2 separate regions of the Sus scrofa genome follow, and region 2 is linked to region 1. The links are chromatin contacts, called in public HiChIP or PLAC-seq maps. All regions are on one chromosome and are shown on one strand. Each heading gives the region's core, a stretch centred on a gene start, on an enhancer-like site or on the middle of the called end of the contact. The rest is flanking DNA. Distances are from core to core; before and after follow the strand shown.

Region 1 (5,491 bases), core at 1,019-3,518:
AACATTTAGATCTTTAAGATTTTTCTTTGCATTCACTTGTTTCTTGAATAAAAAGGAACAAACACATGTATACCCTTGCAATGTCCAAATGTCAAAGCTACTCAGGAAATAGTCACAGCGTTTGCATATGATGTTCAATACATAATTATAGTAGTATATAAATAATTTCTAAAAATAATACAGGACTAAAGTTCACGTATACAAAGAAGGAGAAACATTTTCTCTTCAGAATTCTGTGGTTTATTATGAAGACTTCGGTCACTTTGACGTCGATTATTTTTCCATGGAGAAGAAAATATTGCCTTCCTTGATTTACTTATTTGCTTGCTGAGTAGATACTTCATACCTGTCATAGACAAGACTCTCCCTTCAGGAACTTAGAATCTTAGCCGTGGGGGGAGCCAAACATTTCTGTAAATAACTCTATTAACCAGGCAGGCTGCCACTAGTGGTTTTAATTTTAAATTTTTTTTTTTTTTTGGTCTTTTTGCCTTTTCTAGGGCCGCTGCCTTGGCATATGGAGGTTCCCAAGCTAGGGATCTAATCGGAACTGTAGCCACTGGCCTACGCCGTAGCCACAGCAACGCAGGATCCGAGCCACGTCTGCGACCTACACCACAGCTCATGGCAATGCTAGATCCTTAACCCATTGAGCGAGGCCAGGGATCGAACCCGCAACCTCATGGTTCCTGGTCGGATTCGTTAACAACTGAGCCACAACGAGAACTCCCACTAGTGGTTTTAATAACAGGGAAAATGACTACTTCTGACCTAGGTATCTGGGAAGGCTTCCTAGAAGAGGCAAGATTTGAACTTCTTTGAAAAGAATTTGATAGGTAGTTACTGGAGGAAGGATACAAAAATAGACCTTTTAAAAAACCAAAAAACCAAAAAAAACCCTAATCCCAGGGATTCCAGATGCCAGTGTGAGGTGTTTGGATCTACTTTCCTGATTGGTGGTACGGATGGTGGGGTGTTTGGAGGATTTTGAGCAGAGGAGTGACAAGGTCAGATAACCCAGTGGCACAGAGAATATACTTAAGAAGGGGGAGTTCAGAGAGAGGGTCACGGGAGAGGCTGATGGTCCTGAGCTGGTCAGTGACGATGGGAGTGAAACGTGAGGATGCTTGGGAGATAAATACTGGAGGCAGGTTGCAAGACCTGACTGTGATGCTTTTGGCCATAAAACTGGGATAAGAGAAAAGAGTGATGGGGAGGTTGGCAGCTGGTCAATATTGCTCCTGTCTCCCCAGAAAAGCTTGGGCTGTCTTTGGCTGCCAGGGAAATGACTAAACTGTCTCTTGGTTGGCCAGCCAGATCCACAGGCTTCTCAGAAAGCTATCTTGCATCCTCTGGTCGGGGATGCCTCCACTTTGCCTTTGTCTGGGAGGATCTCACCCACTCCAAGTGAGTCATGGACCTTTGAGTTCCACGGGACTCCCCCATTGCTCATAAAGCTCCCAGCTCCCCATTTCTGATTAAGTGACACCCGCAGGCTCCAGCTAGTTCTTCGGTGACTCAAGCTCAGGATTTCCGCCACTTCCTTTGCTCAAGAAGTTTTTGGTGGTCTGTTCCGTTGTATTAATCCCAGTTATGGTTCCTTAGACCCCCCCCCCCCAGAGCACTGCTTCCCCCAGACTCTGGTGGCTTTTCAGTAAACACACGACTCCAGAGCAGGAAGGAGTTATCTGACCCCTAGCTTAGCAATCATGGAGCCAGATTTCCAACATCTCAGCTGTCCCGCTAGAAGTCAATGATTCTCAATGTCTCTGCAGTACTTACTAGTTACCCCTCAGAAAAGAAAAGGTGTCCAGAGATGCCTGATGAATCTCTCCTGGTCAGGGCCCCCTATAGAAGTACTAGGCTACCTGAAAAAGACAGAGAGACAATAGAAGGCTGTCTCAGGGCTGTGGTCCTTGGATTCTTTTAATTTTTGCAAGAGGCAAGACACCAATAAAAATGTAGGTGGATGGAGCCAACGAGAGAGGGAAGTTATCTCCGTTCCCTACATTAGTCAGTATTTACAGTGACAGTGACCAGCAACCATAGTCTTCAGGGTCATTTTACCAACTGTAATACATCTCCTGTCAGCAAAGATCTTCGTCCAGATTAAGAGTGGTAGGCGTTGTGAAGCTTGCATCAGGGACAGGAGGGTAAAGGGACCGTTACCCTGTGCTGGTCTGGGCAACGCAGGAGGAAAAGGGGAAGTGTGTCCAGAAACGAAGATGGCGGTGGTGGAAAGGGAACTGGCGGGCCTGTCCGTTTGGCCAGAAGGGAGAACAGGAAAGGGATAACGGAGAGCCTGTCTGTGGCTCTGTTACTAACCTCCCTTCCTCTTAACAATCACTTCTCTCTGGAGTCCCCATTCTTGCTGCCTCTATTTTTCTCAGCTTCCCACCCAGCCCCATGGATCCCTGACCACCCGGTCCCAAGCCTGTTGGGTGGGTGAGGAGAAAGGAGGGGATTCTGCTCTGCTTCCAGTGGCGGGTGGAGGAGGTGTTCCTGGCACCCCACGCAGAGCAGTCGGTGTGCATCTTATCCTTTGGGAATGCTGTGAATTCACTAGTTTTGGTGGCCTGGGTCCTATGCCAAACGCCACAAATAATGTGATGGAAGTCCCAACAGCCCCCTGACAAACTTTGGGACTGCCCTGAGCACAGATGCCTCTGAGGGGTAGGTGTTGTGTAGCACCCAGCTCTTCAGAACCGCCATACTGTTAGCCTCTGCTTTCTGGCTTGAGCTGCTCAGCCACAGCTAGGGGTATGCTTTTCACTGGGGAGTGCCACCCACAGCATTTGGGAGAGGTGGGAGAGAGAAGTCAAGTATTGTGGAAAGAAAGTATAGTAGCCAATACTTCTTTTTTTTGTTTGTTTGTTTCATTTGTTTGTTTTTGTCTTTTTAGGGCTGCACCTGCTGCATATGGAGGTTCCCGGGCTAGGGGGTCTAATCAGAGCTACAGCTGCTGGCTTACACCACAGCCACATCAATGTGGCATCCGAGCCATGTCTGCGACCTACACCACAGGTCACAGCAACACTGGATCTTTAACCCACTGATTGAGGCCAAGGATTGAATCTGAAACCTCATGGTTCCTAGTTGGGTTTGTTTCTGCTGTGCCACGACGGGAATTCCGTATAGTAGCCAATACTTCTGAAGATGTAAGTGCTCAGAAATGGTCTGTTTTCAGTTTTTTTTTTTAATATATGAAGCATGCTACACATCAGGGGAAGGAGTAAGGCTCCTCCAAAGCCGCCCTGCATGTAAATAAATTTCAAGAGCATATCTTTTATTTAGACCCAAACTACTCTACTGCTTGATAGGTCCTCACTCAGCTGTTATGTACCACTCCTGGTGGTCCTTAAAGATCTCAAGGATTACCTCCCCTCTCCCCACCTCCCCCAGGATGAGGGTTTCTCTGCTAGGGGCGGGGGTGGGGTGGGGAGGGAGAGGGATCTAGAATAGGGATTGGGTATTTAGGGATGATCCAGGCCAGACACTTAAGAAGATAGCTTGGGAGTTCCCACTGTGGCACAATGGGTTAAGAATCTGACTGCAGCGGCCCCAGTCACTGTGGAGGTGTGTGTTTGATCCTGGCCTAGCACAGTGGGTTAAAGCATCCAGTGTTGCTGCACCTGGGGCTCGGATTCAATCTCTGACACGGGAACTTCCATATGTTATAGGCGCAGCCATTAAAAAAAAAAAGAAAGAAAAAGAAAAGAAATAAAAAAAGGAGATAGTGCCTTGGTTAAATTTTTTGCACAAAAACATAACAGGATCTGAAGCAGGATGAGAGAAAGAGAAGAGGGAGAGAGAGGGGCTTGCATAATGTGGCCGAAGGCTGCTCCTTGCCGAGAATATGGACCAGTAGGAAGTGCCCAAGAAAGTTCAAGAACAGAATATCTATTATGAAGCTCTTTGTGATCCAGCCAGAAAAACAAACAAGAAAAGAAGATAGCTCATCCCATTTCCAAATGTGTCGGGGAGGGCCACTGAAATAAAAGGAAGCCCCTCAAAGCCGACAATGGATGGTACTAATAAAACATGACAAATGTGGGGTGATGAAAAGATGGAGAAATTACTCTTTGTGGGATGTCTTAGCTCCTGCTGAACAGCTCTTCCTTCTGGCTGGATACAGCTGCCAAAAGCAGAGAGGATTGTGTGTTCTGTACACCTAGAACACTTGTGAATCCAAGGCATTTTGCTCCTTTCTTTGTTGAAAAGATGTAACATGATTATGGAAATCTGAATTCCCTGAAAAAAGAGTCTTCCTAGCTTGATTTCCTCACGTCCTTCTCGTGGGCCCTGGAGGGGCAAAGCGATCCAGTGGGGTTGTGGTTTAGATTCAAAAATGAGAACCAGTGGCAAGGAACTGGCACGCCCTGGGGTGGGGGTGGGGGGTGGGCAGGCCGAGGTGCAGGTGCAGGGTCTTTGGAAGGCAATAATGTTCAAGACATCAGGACAGAGAGAGTGTGAGCAGGGCCCAAAGGGATCAGACTCACCTTTGGAGGTTACAGAGTCATCCAAGGTGACAGAAAACCCTGCTGGATGCCCCACAGCATGGAGGGGAGGAAACTCATTGCATTTTCCCTGGACCTTATTTAAGAAGCCTCGCTTGGTGTATCATATTCTGTCCTTGACCCCTCAAACCCTATTAGGAGGAAGATGCTTGTAAATGAGAAGCAAAGTAATAAAAAAGTCATTTATAGAGCCCAAGGAACATTAAACATAAGACTCGTTAGGTAATATTTTAATTCCCTGCATTTGGGGAAGGAATTCATGCCTTTTCCTTTCGCCATGAGGGGTTAGGTTAGCATCGAGGGATGGGGTGCAAACTTGGGGGTGTTGAGAGGATGGTCAGGGCAGGGCTGAGAAGAGTGGTTCCCCCACTCAAGGGCCAAGGATTAGATGTAATGGCGATTTCTATGAAGACCCACGTGATTTTACATGCACTGCCCTGTGAACTGGATAGCAGCTCTGATGACCAGCACTTAACATGGGGCAGCCTGACTTAACATGGGGACTGATGGGGTTGGGTTGGCTACGGCTTCTCAGATTCGTATAACAATAATTGTAATCCTGATATCCACGACCAAAGCAAGCCCACTAGTAGCTGCCACATGCCAGGCACTGTGCTAGGAACTCTACCTCTGGGATCCAAAGTGACCTTCACATTGCCCTGTACAGTTAGTATGGCAATGCCCACTTTATATACGAGGAAACTGAGATGGAAATCTCAAACACCTTTATAGGATTCGAACTCAGCGTCGGTCTCATTCAAAAACCTCCTTTCACTTTGTGCTTTAAAGTCGAGCAGAAAACTGAGGCGGTGTGCAAGTACCTGAGAAAAGCCAAACTGAATTTGAATGTGTGGGGAGATTATTAATAGCGAGCATGAAAGCTCCAAGCTCTCCCCTGGAGTGGCAGGGTAAACGTCATCATTTTTGTCATTCACGGTTAAATGGGACACGTGTCTACAAAAAGAGCCTAGGTG
Region 2 (5,491 bases), core at 1,815-4,314, 320 kb before region 1:
CTTTCCCGCTCCCTTCCTTTCCTCCCTCTTTTGGCTTTTGTTTTTTTAACCTTTCGGTCATGTCCTGACTCATTTGAAAAGGGCTTAAGGCAGCGCCAAGGGATTTCATGGTCTCGGTTGTGGGTGTCAGTGAATTACTGGATGGGGGCAGTTGGTCAGCAGTTGCAAGAAGTAAAGGGATCTCACCCTTATGACTCAGAGTCCTTCCTTATGCCCCCGGCAGGAGCGACACAGTAGAACCTCACCATCACCCTCCAGAGCACAGGGCTTAGTCACCAGGGGACTGGGTGGGAGCCAATGACTGGATTTCAGCAAATCCCTCTCTGCCTCCTGGGAACACCTCAGGATCCAAGCTACCAGGAGATCCTGGAGTCACTCAGACAGGAGCCCAGCTGTGGCCAGAGGTCCTATCTCAGACCCCTGAAGAGGCTGGGAGCAAGGGGGTTAGAACTGAGGATGCAGATTGAGGGCTTGTGAGAAAACCAGGTACCAGCCGCCCCACTGCCGTCGCAGGAACAGCCCCTGCTCCCCCACTGGACTCCACGTCTACCCACGTGTTCCGTCGGGCATCCTGGTTAGGTGTCTTAGACTAAGACTTGGGAGAGACTTTTTAATTTTAATTTTTTTTTTTTTTTTTTTTTTTTACTTTTTAGGGCTGCACCCATGGCATATGGAGGTGCCCAGGCTAGGGGTCCAATCGGAGCTACAGTTGCTAGCCTACACTACAGCCACAGCAACGCAGGATCCCAGCTGTGTCTGCAACCTTCACCACAGCTCAAGGCAACGCCGGACCCCAGCCCACTGAGCGAGGCCAGGGATCGAACCTGCATCCTCATGGATACTAATCAGGTTCCTTTCCACTGTGCCACAACAGGAACTCCCAGGGAGACTTTTACTAGCTCATTCCCCGCCTTCACAGAGCCTTTGAATCTAGAAGGAGATACAGATTCACCAACAGACACTACAGGGTTTTGTAATAAACACCACTGCAGGAAATACAGAGGCTCAGGGAATTTGTGAGGTGCATCTCACCAGACTAGGGCCTCCAGGAAAGCATCCCTGGAGAGGGGACCTTTAAGAGGATGGATAATAGGGCCCATCAGGGAGAATGTCCCCTGACAATGTTTGAAGAGAGATGGTGGATAATAAGAAGCAGGTATATTGGGACAAGGAGAAGAGTGTGGTGTGGTTTGAGGCTGGAGAAGCTGGTGAGGCTGGTGAGGCAGCAGGGACTGGAGGTGCAGAGGTTATGACTCTTCCCCTGGATATGGATAGAGAGGCTCTGAGAGGGCAAGCCTGGAGACAGAGAGCTCGGCCTTCAGAGTGGTCCAGGCAGAGACGATGGTGGGCTGACTTAGGGCTGGGAGAGGTGGTCGTACCCAGGAGATACTGAAGATGCAGGATTGATAGGACCTGGATGATGGACTAGGGGTTTCCTAGGCCACTTCCTGATCCAGTGGTAGACTTTTTTTTTTTTTTTTTTGTCTTTTTGTCTTTTTGCCATTTTTCTTGGGCCGCTCCCGCGGCATATGAAGGTTCCCAGGCTAGGGGTCTAATTGGAGCTGTAGCCGCTGGCCTACACCAGAGCCACAGCAACTTGGGATCCAAGCCGCGTCTGCAACCTACACCACAGCTCACGGCAACACCGGATCATTAACCCACTGAGCAAGGGCAGGGACCGAACCTGCAACCTCATGGTTCCTAGTCGGATTTGTTAACCACTGCGCCACGACGGGAACTCCCCTGATCCAGTGGTAGATCTTAAGTTGGCTTTTAGCGCCACTGCCTTGGGTCTACGAATGGGGAGACCTCTGGGATGCCCTCCTACCTCGCTTTCTCATCTCCCCCACAGGCCCTTCTGTCCTGCCCTGTCTACGGCCAAAGAGCACACACAGCCAGTCTGTAGATAGAGTCATTTTTTTTTTTCTGGGTGGGAATTTGAGGGTCTGCATAACTCTGAACAGTTGGAGCAACTTGCCAAGGGCAGGCTGCATGTCTCAGGAAGTTAACCCATGCTCACAGCCTAAAGCAACAGCCGAACACTAGTGCAGTCACCCCATTTCTAACTGGCAGGTCCTCCCCGGCTTTGAAGATCTTACCAGACCAAGGGATGTACCCCTTGTGTTAAATGACACCTCTTGTGTCACCTTAAGACCTGTGATGCTGGAGTTAGAATTCAGGTTCGAATGCTGGTCTTTCCTCTTACTAGCTGGGTGACTCTGGGGAGTCAGCCACTTGCTGTAACTGTAGAACAGGAATAATAACAACACGAGCTATTTCATAGGGTGGTTGCGAGGATGAGACAAGTGAACTGTGTACCACCACGCCTGATCCATGGTGAGAACGAGTTAGGAGACCTGCCCTCCCCTTCCAGAGCAAGTCCAAGAGTAAATGGTTTCTTTCTGTCCCTGTGTGGTCTTTGTTTTTTTTTTTTTTTTTTTTTTTCGTCTTTTTGCCATTTCTTGGGCCGCTCCTACGGCATATGGAGGTTCCCAGGCTAGGGGTTGAATCAGAGCTGTAGCCACCGGCCTACACCACAGCCACAGCAACTTGGGATCTGAGCTGCGTCTGTGACCTACACCACAGCTCACGGCAATGCCAGATCCTTAACCCACTGAGCGAGGCCAGGGATCGAACCCACAACCTCATGGTTCCTAGTCGGATTCGTTAACCACTGACAAAGCCACCATGGGAACTCCCCTGTGTGGTCTTTGTAGGAGCAAGTCCTTTCTTGGTGGACCCTGGGTCTCTCTGCCCTTGACTCTGGTTACGAACGATAGTCCACGTGACAGTTTTCTCCCGCTCCAGCCCTAGTTTCTTCTCCCAGGCTGTTGCTCTAGCTCCTGGCGGTTTCTGTTCCCGAATGCTGATTGCTTCACTTTTCCACCTCAAACCCTGCTTTCTAGAAGACCTCCGCTTCTCAGAACCCTGTCCTTCTTTCCTAGCCACCTTCCCTGCGGCTCACCTGGGCCCTTCCCTGCATGACCTGGCGCCTTCTCACTGCAGACTTGCTTGGTAATGAGTTTGGTGCGTTTTATTTCCCTCTGACAAAGTTGGAAGTGCTTGGGACATTTCAGACCTGTTGTGCAATCCCTGTCATGCTGGGGAAGGGGTGGAGGAGGGCTGAGAGGTGAATTAGGAAGGATAATTTCAAACAATGAGTCACTCAGATAAAAAAATATTTACTAAGAAGTGTTTTTAAAAAAAGCATTTATGAGAGAATTGAGAAATATGACCCCTCACTGGATACATGAGGTTAAAAAATCATTATTAATTTTTAAAGTGGGACTAAGTTAAAAGAAGAGTTTTATCTTTTTTAGAGAAACATACCGAAGTATTTATGTATAGAATGATACAATGTCTGGGATTGCTTAAAAATGATCTAGCAAGTGGGGCGGGGATGTAAATGAAGCAAAATTGGCCATAGACCAGTTGTTTTTTGTTTAAATTTTTTTGGCCATGCCTACAGCATGTGGAAGTTCCTGGGCCAGAGATCGAACCCATGCCACAACAGTGACCCCAGTCCCTGCAGTGACAATGCTGGATCCTTAAGCCACTGTGTCAACAGGGAACTCCCTAGAGAGGTTTTTTTTTTTTTTTTTAAGGGCCATAACCACAGCATACGGAAGTTTCCAGGCCAGGGGTCAAATCAGAGCTGCAGCTGCCGAGCTATACCACAGCCACAGCAACGCAGGGTCTGAGCTGCGTTGTGACCTACACTGAAGCTCATGGCAATGCTGGATCCTTAACCCACTGAGCGAGGCCAGGGATCGAACCTACATCCTCATGGATACTAGTTGGGTTCGTTACTGCTGAGTCACAATGGGAACTCCAAGAGAGGTAATTTTTGAAACCAAGTGATGAAGACACAAGCCTCTATTATACTATTCTTTTTATTTTTGAGTATGCCTGAATTTTCCTATGATAAAAACTTAAACATTTTAAAAAACATGTTTTAAAGGTACTTCAGGGCCTATTTCTCCATTTCCCTTGCATGACTGAGGTTGGAAGGTGGAGGTGAAATTGGGGGAAATGGGTTGGCTGTCCTTTCCATACCCACTGTCCATTGCTCGTTTTGTTACTTAAAAAACTGGAGGAGGGTGTTGAGTCAAAAGACACGACCAAACCAAAAATCAGGAGAAAGAAGGATTTATTATTTGCAGCAAGTAAGGAGAACACCAGGGATCTTTCCCAAAGCAGTGTCTCCTCAAACAGCAAAACTGGGGTAGTTTTAAGCTAGGGGTACATGCATATTCATGGAGGGGCTTGGGAGGTGGTGGTTAATCAATGCGAGCTTCAGTTGATTGAAGTCACAAGGGTAAGAAAAGGTCCACATCAGAGTTCCCTGGTGGCTCAGTGGGTTAAGGACCTGTTTCACTGCTGTGGCTCGGGGCACTGCTCTGGCGCAGGTTTGATCCCTAGCCCAGGAACTTTTGCATGCCTGGCAAAAAAATAAAATAAAATAAAATAAAATAAAATAAAATTCCAAGATGGAAATAAAGTTTATTTAAAAAAAATAGAAAAAGTCAACATCATCTCCCCTTAGGTTCCAGTTGATCTGGTGGTTACTTAAAGATGACTACTTTACTAGCGCTTTATTAGCACTTCAGGCTAATCTTTAGGTAGAACTAGGAGTCTTTATAACTTATTAGTTGTAATACCATATTGCTGAGACCTGTTCATGAGCAAGCACTGTAGTCAGGCTTAGATCACAAAGTGCCTTCAGGAGTTCCCACTGTGGTGTGGTGGTTTAATTATCTGGCTTGTCTCTGTGGAGGTGCCTGTTCCATCCCCAGCCCAGTGGGGTGGGTTAAGGATCCAGCATTGCTGCAGCTGTGGCATAGATCACAGCTCTGGTTCGGATTCGATCCCTGGCCCAGGAATTTCCATATGCCACAGTTGTGGCAGAAAAAGAAGAAGAAGAAGAAAAAAAAAAAGACTTCAGCCAAAAATGGCTTCTCTTATGTCAAGAGAGCCATGCTTGGTTTCCTTTCTCCAGGAATCCCCTACCTTATCTGTTTAGTGTCAGATGCTGGTCTGTAGGCACCAGGAGACCCAGAGACACAAGCCCTTCCTGCACAGAAGTGAGGGGCCTAGGGGTCCAAGTGTGTGTGTGTGGGGGGGGGGGGGAGTCTCTGCCTTACTGTCCCTCTTAGGCAGCGCCAGAACCATCCTTTGGTAGAAAACCTCATCCATCTCTCAAGATGGAAAGTCATCAGGTTCAAAGTCCTTTATAATGATCAGGTCATTGTAACAACAACTACTTATCAACAAACAGCACTGCCCTGAGGGGTGGGGAAGAGCCAGGCAGGGAGGGTGAGAGAAATACCTTTCCAGCAGGACACCGCCCTTATGATTAATCCGAGAGGGAGCGAGGCAGGGAGGTGGGGAGGGAAGAGAATGCAGGAGCCTGGTCCCTTCCCTCCGCCGCTGCCCTTGAATTACACGGGGCTCTTCCTCTTCTGCATCTTCGGCGCCCCCCTTCCTTGTT

What was found. HiChIP or PLAC-seq counts read pairs in DNA pulled down with a chosen protein or histone mark.
Region 2: a contact with region 1 is called in an H3K27ac HiChIP or PLAC-seq map of alveolar macrophages. The contact joins two enhancer-like sites. A contact is called at or near these places in 3 of 47 Hi-C or Micro-C datasets (embryonic fibroblasts, fetal skeletal muscle and mesenteric adipose tissue) and 1 of 2 datasets of contacts at active chromatin or transcription factors (alveolar macrophages).

Annotation. Positions count from the first base shown.
Region 1 is chr5:59,253,423-59,258,913 of Sscrofa11.1, reverse strand. It overlaps a transcript of EMP1 not described here. Among named protein-coding and RNA genes, the nearest start is that of EMP1, 4.3 kb to the right of the region's middle. Within about 2 kb of position 2,268, at least 8 of the 83 cell types and tissues checked have an H3K27ac peak or open chromatin away from gene starts, as enhancers often do. A contact at or near this core is called in alveolar macrophages, where this site is marked.
Region 2 is chr5:59,572,069-59,577,559 of Sscrofa11.1, reverse strand. The region is part of intron 1 of GPRC5A (retinoic acid-induced protein 3); the gene reads left to right. Among named protein-coding and RNA genes, the nearest start is that of GPRC5A, 12 kb to the left of the region's middle. Within about 2 kb of position 3,064, at least 8 of the 83 cell types and tissues checked have an H3K27ac peak or open chromatin away from gene starts, as enhancers often do. A contact at or near this core is called in alveolar macrophages, where this site is marked.